Regions from separate parts of the Mus musculus genome. Here region 2 is linked to region 1. Evidence: chromatin contacts called from public Hi-C data. All regions are on one chromosome and are shown on one strand. Each heading gives the region's core, a stretch centred on a gene start, on an enhancer-like site or on the middle of the called end of the contact. The rest is flanking DNA. Distances are from core to core; before and after follow the strand shown.

The links. Hi-C and Micro-C count contacts between places; a contact is called where the count stands out from the background.
Region 2: a contact with region 1 is called in a Hi-C map of liver, with 2.7 times the contacts expected there. The contact joins the promoter of Sult1b1 here to the enhancer-like site in region 1. A contact is called at or near these places in 1 of 39 promoter capture datasets (liver), 1 of 484 Hi-C or Micro-C datasets (liver), 1 of 115 datasets of contacts at active chromatin or transcription factors (liver) and 2 of 9 other capture datasets (adipose tissue and pancreatic islet).

Annotation. Positions count from the first base shown.
Region 1 is chr5:87,376,939-87,382,257 of GRCm38.p6, reverse strand. It overlaps the pseudogene Gm21049. Among named protein-coding and RNA genes, the nearest start is that of Ugt2a3, 42 kb to the right of the region's middle. Within about 2 kb of position 2,242, at least 11 of the 459 cell types and tissues checked have an H3K27ac peak or open chromatin away from gene starts, as enhancers often do. A contact at or near this core is called in liver, where this site is marked.
Region 2 is chr5:87,531,934-87,537,252 of GRCm38.p6, reverse strand. It overlaps Sult1b1 (sulfotransferase family 1B, member 1), which reads left to right and starts at 2,093. Exons shown (of 7, transcript NM_001382837.1): 1 at 2,093-2,316; 2 at 3,224-3,352. The coding sequence starts at 2,169.

The DNA.
Region 1 (5,319 bases), core at 993-3,492:
TTTTCTTTATTAGATATTTACTTTATTTACATTTCAAATATTGTCCACTTTCCTGGTTTCCCCTCTGAAAGCCCCCTATTCCCTCCCACCCCTCTCTGCTCACCAACCCACCCACTCCTGCTCCCTGGCCCTGACATTCCCCTCCACTGGGGCATAGAGACTTCACAGGACCACGGGACTTTCCCCCATTGATGTCCAACTAGGCCATCCTCTGCTACATATGGATCTGGAGCCATGAATCCCACCATGTTTACTCTTTGGTATTCCGACTGCTAGTTAGACCATCATTTATTGAAGATGCTTTCTTTTTTCCATTGTATATTTTTGGCTTCTTTGTCAAAGATCAAGTGTCAATTAAGTGTGTGGTTTTATTTCTGTGTCTACAATTCTATTTTATTGATCAATTTGTTTGTCTGTGTACCAATACCATGCAGTTTTTAATAACTATTGCTCTGTAGTACAGCTTGAGTTCAGGGATGCTGATTCTCCCAGTTCTTTTATTGTTAAACATGGTTGTTGTTTTTTTTTTTTTTTTCCTATCCTGGGCTTTGTTTCCCATATGAAATTCAGAATTGCTCTATCCTTGTCTTTGAAGAATTTATTGGAATTTTGATGGAGTTTGCATTGAATCTGTAGATTGCTTTTGGTAGGGTAGCCTTTTTAACTATGTTAATCCTACCAATCCATGAGCATGGGAGATACTTACATTTTCTGAGGTCTTTGATTTCTTTCTTGAGAGACTTGAATTTCTGGCTATACATATCTCTCAGTTATTTGGTTAGAATTACCCCAAGATATTTTATATTTGTGACTATTGTGAAGTGTGTCATTTATTTTCTTTCTCCACTCCATTTATCATTTGTATAAATGAAAGGATACTGATTTGTAATTTTATATCCAGCCACTTTGTTTAAGTTTTCAGATGTAGAGTTTTCCTGGAAGAATTTTTGGAGTCACTTAAGCATACTATCATATCATCCAGAAATAATGATACCTTAACTTCTTTTTTTCCAAATTGTACCTCCTAGATCTCTGAGCTAGGGCTAGGGAGAGCCTTGTCTTGTTCATGATTATAGTGAGATTGCCTTAAGTATCTCTCCATTTTTAATTTGATATTGGCTGTTTGTTTGCTGTATATTACTTTTATTATATTTAGGAATGGACCTTAAGTATCTCTCCAATACTTTAACATGATGGGGAGTTGTATTTTGTCAAAGCCTTTTTTAGCATCTAATGAGATGATCATGTGATTTTTTTCTTTGAGTTTACTTATATAGTGGGTTACATTAATATATTTTCATATATTGAACCAACCTTGCATGTCTGAGATGAAGCCTACTTGATCATGGTGGATGATGGTTTTGATACATTCTTTGGTTCAGTTTGCTAGAATTTTCCTAAGTATTTTTGCATTGATATTCACAAACGTAAATTAGTTGGGAGTTTTCACTCTTTGTTGTGTCTTTGTGTGGTTTAGGTATCACCATTATTGTGGGATTTATTTGTTTCCTTTTTAAGGCTTCTACCTATTTACCTGTGTTTTCCTGTATTTTTTTTTTGGGTGGGGGGAGGTTTATATCCTCCTTGAAGGACTCAATTATGTTCATGAAATAGAATTTTAGGTCAGCATCCTGGTTTTCAGGTGTGTTGTGATATCCAGGGCTTACTGTGGTGGCAGAACTGGGTTCTCATGCTGCCAAAGTATATTGGCTTTATTGCTTATGGTCTTGTGCTTGCATGTCACCATCTGCTTATCTCTGGTGCTAACTGGTCTAGGTTTCTCAGTATGGAGTCTGACTCATCTGTCAATGGGTTGCTTTCCATCTCGTGGGAGACCAGTGGCTCTGACTGTAACAGATAACCTTGGAGGTCTTCAGACTGTGGGGCCTTCTGGGAGCACACAAGCTGATGATTTGTTGTCCTGGGTGCAGCAGATCTTTTTGGAGGCCTTCAGACTGTGGGGTCTTCACAGTAGCAGACAAGCTGATGACCTGTCATCGTGGAATGCTCAGGCTAGGGGGCAGGTGGAGTTCGAGTGGAGGGGATGTGTTCTGAGTCTGCTGGGATCATCAGGGTTCCCAGCTGCTACAATTATTTGGGAGGGTCCCTTACCTTTTGCCCTGAGTACAGGAGATCTCCTGGGAGACCTTCAGACTCTGGGGTATCTAGAGGGGCAGATAAACTCATGTTTTTCTATCAACACAGTAATGTTCATTTCCTTATCAGCTTTGAGCAGTGCCAGTTATATTTTAACTTCTTGGCTAATGCTTCTTGGATAAAAGGTCAAGCAGTGACAAAAGGGATTACACTCTGAACAGAAGGACTTTAATTTTCAGGATGCTTTGGAAGTGGATTTCTGTTCTGCTGCTGCTGCAGATAAGTTGCTGCTTCAGATCTGCAAAGTATGGGAGGGTGTTGTTGTGGCTGGTGGACTACAGTCACTGGATGAATATAAAGATAATACTGGATGAACTTGTACAGAAGGGCCATGAAGTCACTATTCTGAGACCTTCAATTTCCATTTTTCTTGATCCCACAGTATTGCCTGGCCTTAAGTTTGAAACTTTTTCTACATCCTTCAGGAATGATGACATGGAAATTATTTTTGCTAGTGTTGTGGATATATGGACTTATGAGTTTCCAAGAGATACATGTTTATCATATTCCCCTTTACTACAAAATATAATTGATGAATATTCTGATTAATCTCTAATTCTTTGTAAAAACACAGTTTCAAACAAACAGCTCATGGCAAAACTCCAAGAATCCAAGTTTGATGTTACTTTGTCAGATGCTGTTGGTCCCTGTGGGGAGCTCATAGCTGAACTGCACCAAATTCCTTTTCTATATAGTCTTGGCTTTTCCCTGGCTAACAACTTGAAAAATACAGTGGAGGACTTCCTCTCCCTGCCTCTTATGTACCTGTAATTTTGTCAGGATGAGGTGGCCAAATGACATTCAAAGAGAGGGATAAAAATATGATATGTATGCTTTATTTTGACTTTTGTTTCCAGACATTTAGGGAGAAGAAATGGGGTCAGTTTTACAGCGAAACTTTAGGTAAGTTATGCTTCTCTTCACAGGCTTAACATGTTTCACATGTATATTAAGATGCATTTCTGTTAAGTACAAAGTGGAGTCTTTTACAGGTGGTCAAATGTAATTATATTAGCTAACAAACTCTCTGTAAAAGCTCATATTATTGATCAAATAGAAGACGGTAGTAGTCCTGATATAAGACATTCTAGTTAGCTATATGGTGACAAAGAGAAGCATTTAGTCCCTAAATATTTTTTTATCTCATTTAATACAAAAGGTTTCTCTATTTTAACAAGACCCTAGCCAGGTACTCAAATTTTGATCCGTGTAGATTCAAGAATGATGTGTGTGTGTGTGTGTGTGTGTGTGTGTGTGTGTGTGTGTGTGTAATATTGAAGAAATTAATTTCTTTTACCTAGGCCAGTATCAGTTTTGAAAATTAAGTGGTGTGGGTTGTGAGAATATGACCAAAAGTTTAAGAATGTTCTTTCCACATTTTTAGTACCTGTTGTCTATTCCTAACACCCACTTGTGTCCAGTGTTTCAAAATTTCCTGTAACTTCACTTTCAGCAGACCTGTGACACTTTTATTGTATCCATAGTCACTGGGATAAATTTAGCATACACTCATGCAGATACACACACACATAAATGAAAAGATAAATCATATAATGTTTTCTTTTAATTTCTTATAGATTTCTGCTACTCTTGAAAGATTCTGTGTTATTTCCCAAGCTTAAGAGTAAAACTAAGGTTCTACCAGCCCCATATTTCTACATTGTGCCATTTCATAACATTTATTGCAAATGTCTAAACTCTACAGAAGCATGGATACTCATGCGCTCGGTCTGTATATTTTGAAATCATGTTTTTTGTCTTAAAAAATATACCATACTTAGGACTGGGCAAAAAATTCCTAGTCTCATAATTTTTGAAAATATTGTGATTATTTTACAGAATAAGTATATTAAATGTGTTAGTAAGAAATAAGGTTTGAAGCACTAAGCAGAAATCCAGCCATTCATAAACTTCTTATTTCCCTAGGCAAAAGAAGAAAAAAAGATTAGCTACAAACTACCATGACCCTCGGAATCCTGGGCAAGGTACAAAATATGTTGTGACATTTGTACCTGGAATGTATGTTTATGTTTGCAGAGTGTCATTCGAAGATTTAGAGAGAAGTAAAATGCATACTTATTCATACAGTGGCTTTTTCATTAACTATGAGGAAATCATTAAATTAATGAGGAAACATATGGTAAGTCCTTTAAAAACCAACCCAAACTTACATTTATATAAATTGTATGAGCCACAAGTCAATTACAGATGCAAATTGTATTACATATAAGAAGCAGATTTTCTATGTCAAACACAATTTTCCCAACACTTTTAAGAAACTATAATTCATACACAAAAGACAGGCTTTTCAACTTTTCTCTGTCTCATTTGCTCATTTTCTCTGTCTTTGAAGACAAACCACCTTAACTGAGACAATGGGCAAAGCAGGAATGTGGCTCATTAGATCCTACTGGGATTTGGAGTTTCCTCACCCAACCTTACCAAATGTTGATTATGGTGGAGGACTCCATTGCAAACCTGCTAAACCCTTGTCTAAGGTAAATATATTCTTTTTTATCTCCTTTTCATTTCATTTTATTTATTGTGAAAGTGATTCTATATCTGTCATCACCTTTTACTCCCCTTAATACAGATGTATGGGATGTGGAATTAAGAGTCCTGCTAAGTAGGAAGTCAATAAACTCAGGAAAGGACATGATAGAATTGGGAAATCAGTGAGTTAAATTAAGTCATACAGAGGACTATAGTGATTAACCATTGGTTAAAGTTCTTACTAAACAATGAGGACATGAGTTTGAGTCCCAGTATCCATAGAAAAAGTTGGGTGTCCTGGCACAGCATGATGACCTTAGTACTAAGGATGCAGAAACTGGTTAATACTGAAGCTTGCTGCATAGAGACCAGATAAAAATGGGAGGGTCATATTCAATGGCAGACAGTCTCAAAAATTATGTTAAAGATTGATAGATAAGACATCTGATTTTCACCTTTGGCACCCATGTGCTAAAACAAAGGCAGGAAACCTCATAGGCATTACTAATCTCCAACACACACACACACACACACACACACACACACACACACACTGATACACACAGGTGCAGAGTCATACACATGCACACATATATAAATACACACAAAGAGAAATAAGGTCAGTTCAATTCAGCACATCAGAAACTTTCAGTAATTCAAAAGCTGTGA
Region 2 (5,319 bases), core at 844-3,343, 160 kb before region 1:
CCCATTCAGGAACAAACAAACCCTTCTGCAATGTTTTCTGCCCAATCATACATCCACTGTTAAATACACTCGTGCACACTGTGAAGAGCACACCGACTGTGGTGACTAGAGTTGTGATTGTAGAACTAGGTTCATGTGTAACAGACAGAAATAAATTTTGTTATTTATTTACTGTAAACACACTTGGCTGAAAAAAAAAAGTCAATAGCAGAAACAGACTCATGTTTTCCTTCCTTCCTTCCTTCCTTCCTTCCTTCCTTTCTTTCTTTCTTTCTTTCTTTCTTTCTTTCTTTCTTTCTTTCTCTCTCTCTCTCTTTCTTTTCTCTTTCTCTCTCTCTCTTTCTCTCTTTCTTTCATGTTTTTCAGTACTGTGTCTCACAAACAGTTCTGATTAAAGAGACAGGTCTTTTCATGTGAAGAATCACTCAGTCTTAACGTCAGATGACTCAGTTACTGTCTCCTAAGGTACATATTCTTAATCCTATTTTAATCTGTTGGATGTTCCTAGAATGAATTTTAGGTACTTTAATCTTAGGTTATGTCTCTACTTGAATGAAGATTTTGTATAAGTGAAAAAAGAATCTCCATAGCTTTTCCTGCGTGACTTACAGGCTTTTTGTTAGTCTATTCCATATTTTACAGGGAACACCATGTTTCAGCATATCTGGCTCAACAATACCAACCATTGATAGCTTTTCTGTCCTCTGTCCTCTATCTGTCCTATAATACTGAACTCAGAATTAACCATTCTGTCTGTTCAGTCAGCCTGGTAACTGATAGGTGGCAGAACTGCTCGTGCATGCCTTCCCTGGTGCGGTGGCTCTGTTCAGAACTGCGTGCATGGATTGTTCTCACGGTACACACTTCATTTACTGCTGTTAGAGTTTTCCTATGTGAGGAGCTTGAGGTCTAGGTGGAGAAGAAATAATTCCTTGACTTAAAAGAAATCCCCTCACAAAACAAAAAGACTCTTATATGCATGGGTTAAGTTACAGCTCTTTTAAAACACAGGGCTGAGCCCACAGTACATAAGCAGCATGAGTCAGTGAGCAGGCCAAAGTCCATTCCTGGTGGCCACTCCTCCTTTGTGATTCTGGACAGGATAGAGCTGCTTCCTCATTCCAAATACAAAATGAAAGGCACATCTTAAGACTGGGTAAAGAGGTGATTGGGGTGAAGAACTCTTGGAAGAGGGACTGGGAAGGGGGCACAACATTTGGAATGTAAATAAAACAACTTTTAAAAAGACTGGGTAAGGAATGGTGATAATGGGTAAAAAAAAAAAAAGCAATATATTTTCTTGACACTGAATCCACTTTCGTCAATTACATATCTATGAACTACATTGGTAGAGATTAATTAAAGTGACTTAGAATCATCTTTCTTAAATTTTAAGGCATTGCTTATTACAGAGAATTTCAGGATCTCATTAAAATGTAGATCCTAAGCCTAAATTGGGACCTGGATACCGTGATTTTCTAATAAGATCTCAGAAGAGACCAATAGCACAGGCATATGTACACAGACCAGAACTTACTTCTGATATGTCAGTTTATGTTATAAATATAAAACAGTACTAGAAGCTAAATTAAAAATTAAGACTTTATGGGTAACTTAATCAAATTAAAAAGAAATCAAAATACCTCTAATTCCAAGGTGCTCATATAGCTGAAGCCTACAGTTGCATGTGTGGGCATGCACAGAGATTTATAGCATCCTGCATCATTTCCTTAAGACTAGTGACAAAGAAACAATTCCTAGAAGAGGACAAAATGTATGCAGGGTTTTCAGTGTAAAACTCAGAATGACAATAAACTAACTCTAAAGTTACCTCCACTTACACTAAAATATCAGCTAAAGTGCTAATATTTTAGTGTAAATGGAGGGTTTTTTTTCTAGAATATATCTGTCTAAAATGATTTAATTTACTGAGGCATAATCCCCCTTCTCTTAAAAGCTTATTTTGAAAACCTTTGTTATGTTTTCATAGAAGCATTTTTTGCCCTTGCCAGTCTGTAGTGTTACACCCACAAGTTACCCTTCGTGTTTCCGTGTGTACTGTGATAAAGCCAAAGTTCACTTTGTATTATATAGTCTTAAGTTTAACACTTGTCACACAGAACCTGATTTTTACTCCTTCTATTCCTTCTGTTCAGCCTGCTGCAAAAATGAGTGCCTCAGAAGACGTTTGGAGAAAAGATCTGAAGATGATCCATGGCTACCCCATGATCTATGCTTTTGCACTCAATTGGGAAAGGATTGAAGAGTTCCAGAGCACACCAGGTGACATTGTAATAACCACTTACCCTAAATCAGGTGAGTCCTTCATCCTGAAAAATCCAGGTTTAATCTGCCTTTTTTGTCTTACATTTTTCTTTTATTCATGTGTATATGTATAGCTGTTTATATGTGGGGAACTTGTGTATGTGTGTGAGTGGCCACAGAAGTGAGATGAATCCTATCTTCAGAGCTGGTATGGGGACTGTGGAGGGACATGTTAGAATTTAGAGGGAGGGATGGGAGGGGCAAATGATGTCATGGTGTTGTCATCTCAAAAAGTATTTTTTTTTAAAATAACAAAAATGTTTCATGTTTACATGTGTGAGTTTCTCAAAGTGTAAATCATTAAATAATAACCAAACCATTAAGACAAAGAGACAAAGTTTGGAGCTAAGACGAAAGGATGGACTATCCAGAGACTACCCCACCTGGGGATCCATCCCATAATCAGCCACCAAACCCAGACACTATTGCATATGCCAGCAAGATTTTGCTGAAGGGACTCTGGTATAGCTGTCTCCTGAGAGGCTATGCCAATGCCTGGCAAATACAGAAGTGGATGCTCACACTCATCTATAAGATGGAATACAGGGCCCCTAAGGAGAACCTAGAGAAAGTACCCAAGGAGCTGAAGGGGTCTGCAACCCTATAGGTGGAACAACAATATGAACTAACCAGTACCCCCAGAGCTCATGTCTCTAGCTGCATATGTAGCAGAAGATGGCCTAGTCAGCCATCACTGGGAAGAGAGGCCCCTTGGTATTACAAACTTTATATGCCTCAGTTCAGGGGAACGCCAGAGCCAAGAAGTGGGAGTGGGTGGGTAGGGGAGCAGGGTGGGGGGAGAGTATGGGGGACTTTCAGGATAGCATTTGAAATGTAAATAAAGAAAATTTCTAATAAAAAAAAAAGACAAAGAATCTGATCATGGATTCTGTTACAGGTACTACTTGGCTTAGTGAGATTGTAGACATGGTTCTAAATGATGGAAATGTTGAAAAATGTAAGAGAGATGTTATCACCTCCAAAGTTCCAATGTTGGAACTGAGTGTTCCTGGAATAAGAATATCAGGTAAGATCAGATTATAATTCTTGCAAGAGTATGCTTACCTAACATTGTCCTATTTGTAATTTCAATTCAGAATTAGAAGAATAAAGAAAGAAAAAAGAAACAGAGCATAGGTGTTTGCATAATTGTAAAGAATTACTCACTGTAGTTATAGAATTATTAATAAAATGTGCATCATCTCATCAATGAATGCACACAAATATTGTAACATTAGAAAGTAAATTAACTTATATCAATTCTATAGCTCTCATAGAACCAAAGAATGAAACTGAACAAGATATAATCATAAGAAAGATTGCCTTAGATGGCACATTCAATTCTAGCTACACATAATTACAGCCCAAAGTTATACAGATATTTTGAGAAAAGATAATGTAGAAACATGAAGCATCATGTTAATGGGAAGTGTTAATGGATTGATGCATAAAAGACCTTAGGGCAACACATGGACTAAAGCAACAGTGGAGAAAAAGGAAGGAGTGGGGTGTGAAGCAACGTGAATCATATACTGTAGGATTAAATATAAAAATGTGAAATGCTTTAAAATTTTTTAAATTTTATTCTAAACATGCTAGGGAAGACGTTGAATGGATTTAGAATTTGGGAGTCAGTCATTGAGTGGCATTTTTGTTGTTTCAAATACAAAGTCTACATAGGTGGCTATGTGAGATTGAATTTGTATTGCTAGAGATATACTTTAGATTGACTGGCTGACAGATCACCTACAAAGTATGAGGAAATTGAAGAGTGAAGGGTGAGTCCAGAAGTTTTATTTAGGTCAACCAAGTGTTCTATGAAGCCATGGGTTTATTTGGAAACTTGGGAAGGGTGAATTTGGGTAAGGTTATTAATAATTCTGAATAAAATGTTAGATTTCAGGTATTGGATATTTTAAATAATCAATTGAAAGAGATTCATTTGGCAACTTTCAGCCTAATTAGACCTTGGAAGCAAGGCTATTGACCAACAAAAGTGTAATCAAAATATAATGGCTATCTATAAAAGTACCATCATGAAGAGTTTGAGATAGTAGAGATAACAAAACCGTTAAAGCTAGGAGGGACTAGAAATGCCTGGTCATACAGGCAACCGTAAAATGTCATTTTAAGGGAACCTATATAAGAACACAGGAGAGTGGGAGTCATCCTTCCCACACTTCAAATTAAACAGCAGAGTATAGATTCCCTTACTGCCCTGGAGAAGGCCTGTAGGAAGAAGGTTTGCAACTTCCAGAGGAAGGGATCTGTTGGTTCTTAACTGTGGTCTTTAGTAAAAGGTAAAATAAAAGCTTGAAAATTAACTATAGCTTTAAAGCCACAGAAAAATATAAAACCAAATAGTGTAGATATGGGAGTCTGAGATTACTGCTGAAGGCAGGGTTAAAGGTTCAGTCCGTTGCCATAGAGAGGTCTGTTGAAGTTTAACCAAGAGATGAAGGTGTACTTGGATCTACTCTAGAGCCAGTTGTGGATACCTGTGACAGCTTGATAAACTCCTAGAAGTCATAATTCATGATATAAAAGGCTAGTTTAAACCACCTCGCTTGGAAAAATGACTCTGAGACAGATGAAAATAAGAAATCTTTTTTTGAAATTTGAGGCAAGGATAAGGAAAAGTAGGCATAGGAAAGGCAGCCTAAGAATAACAGAGGGAAAGATGCCTATAGAAGATTACAACTTTCATTTCTCTGTACTAGGAAATGTGGCTGGAGCTGCCAGTTTGGAGACTTGAGATCTGATGTTGAATTTTCTATGTCTTTAGTTAATAACTTCAGATAAATCCAGTATATCCAATCTCCAATTACATTTAAAATTCAGAGCATACAACATTTGATTTAGAATAAGTTTATCCCAAAGATCTAAAAAAGAGACACAAATGAAAAATATGTTATTTATCTAAAACTCTAACTGGCCACCTTAGATTTTTATTTGATTTTTATGACCTTATTTCTATTGTTATAAAAGGGTTGG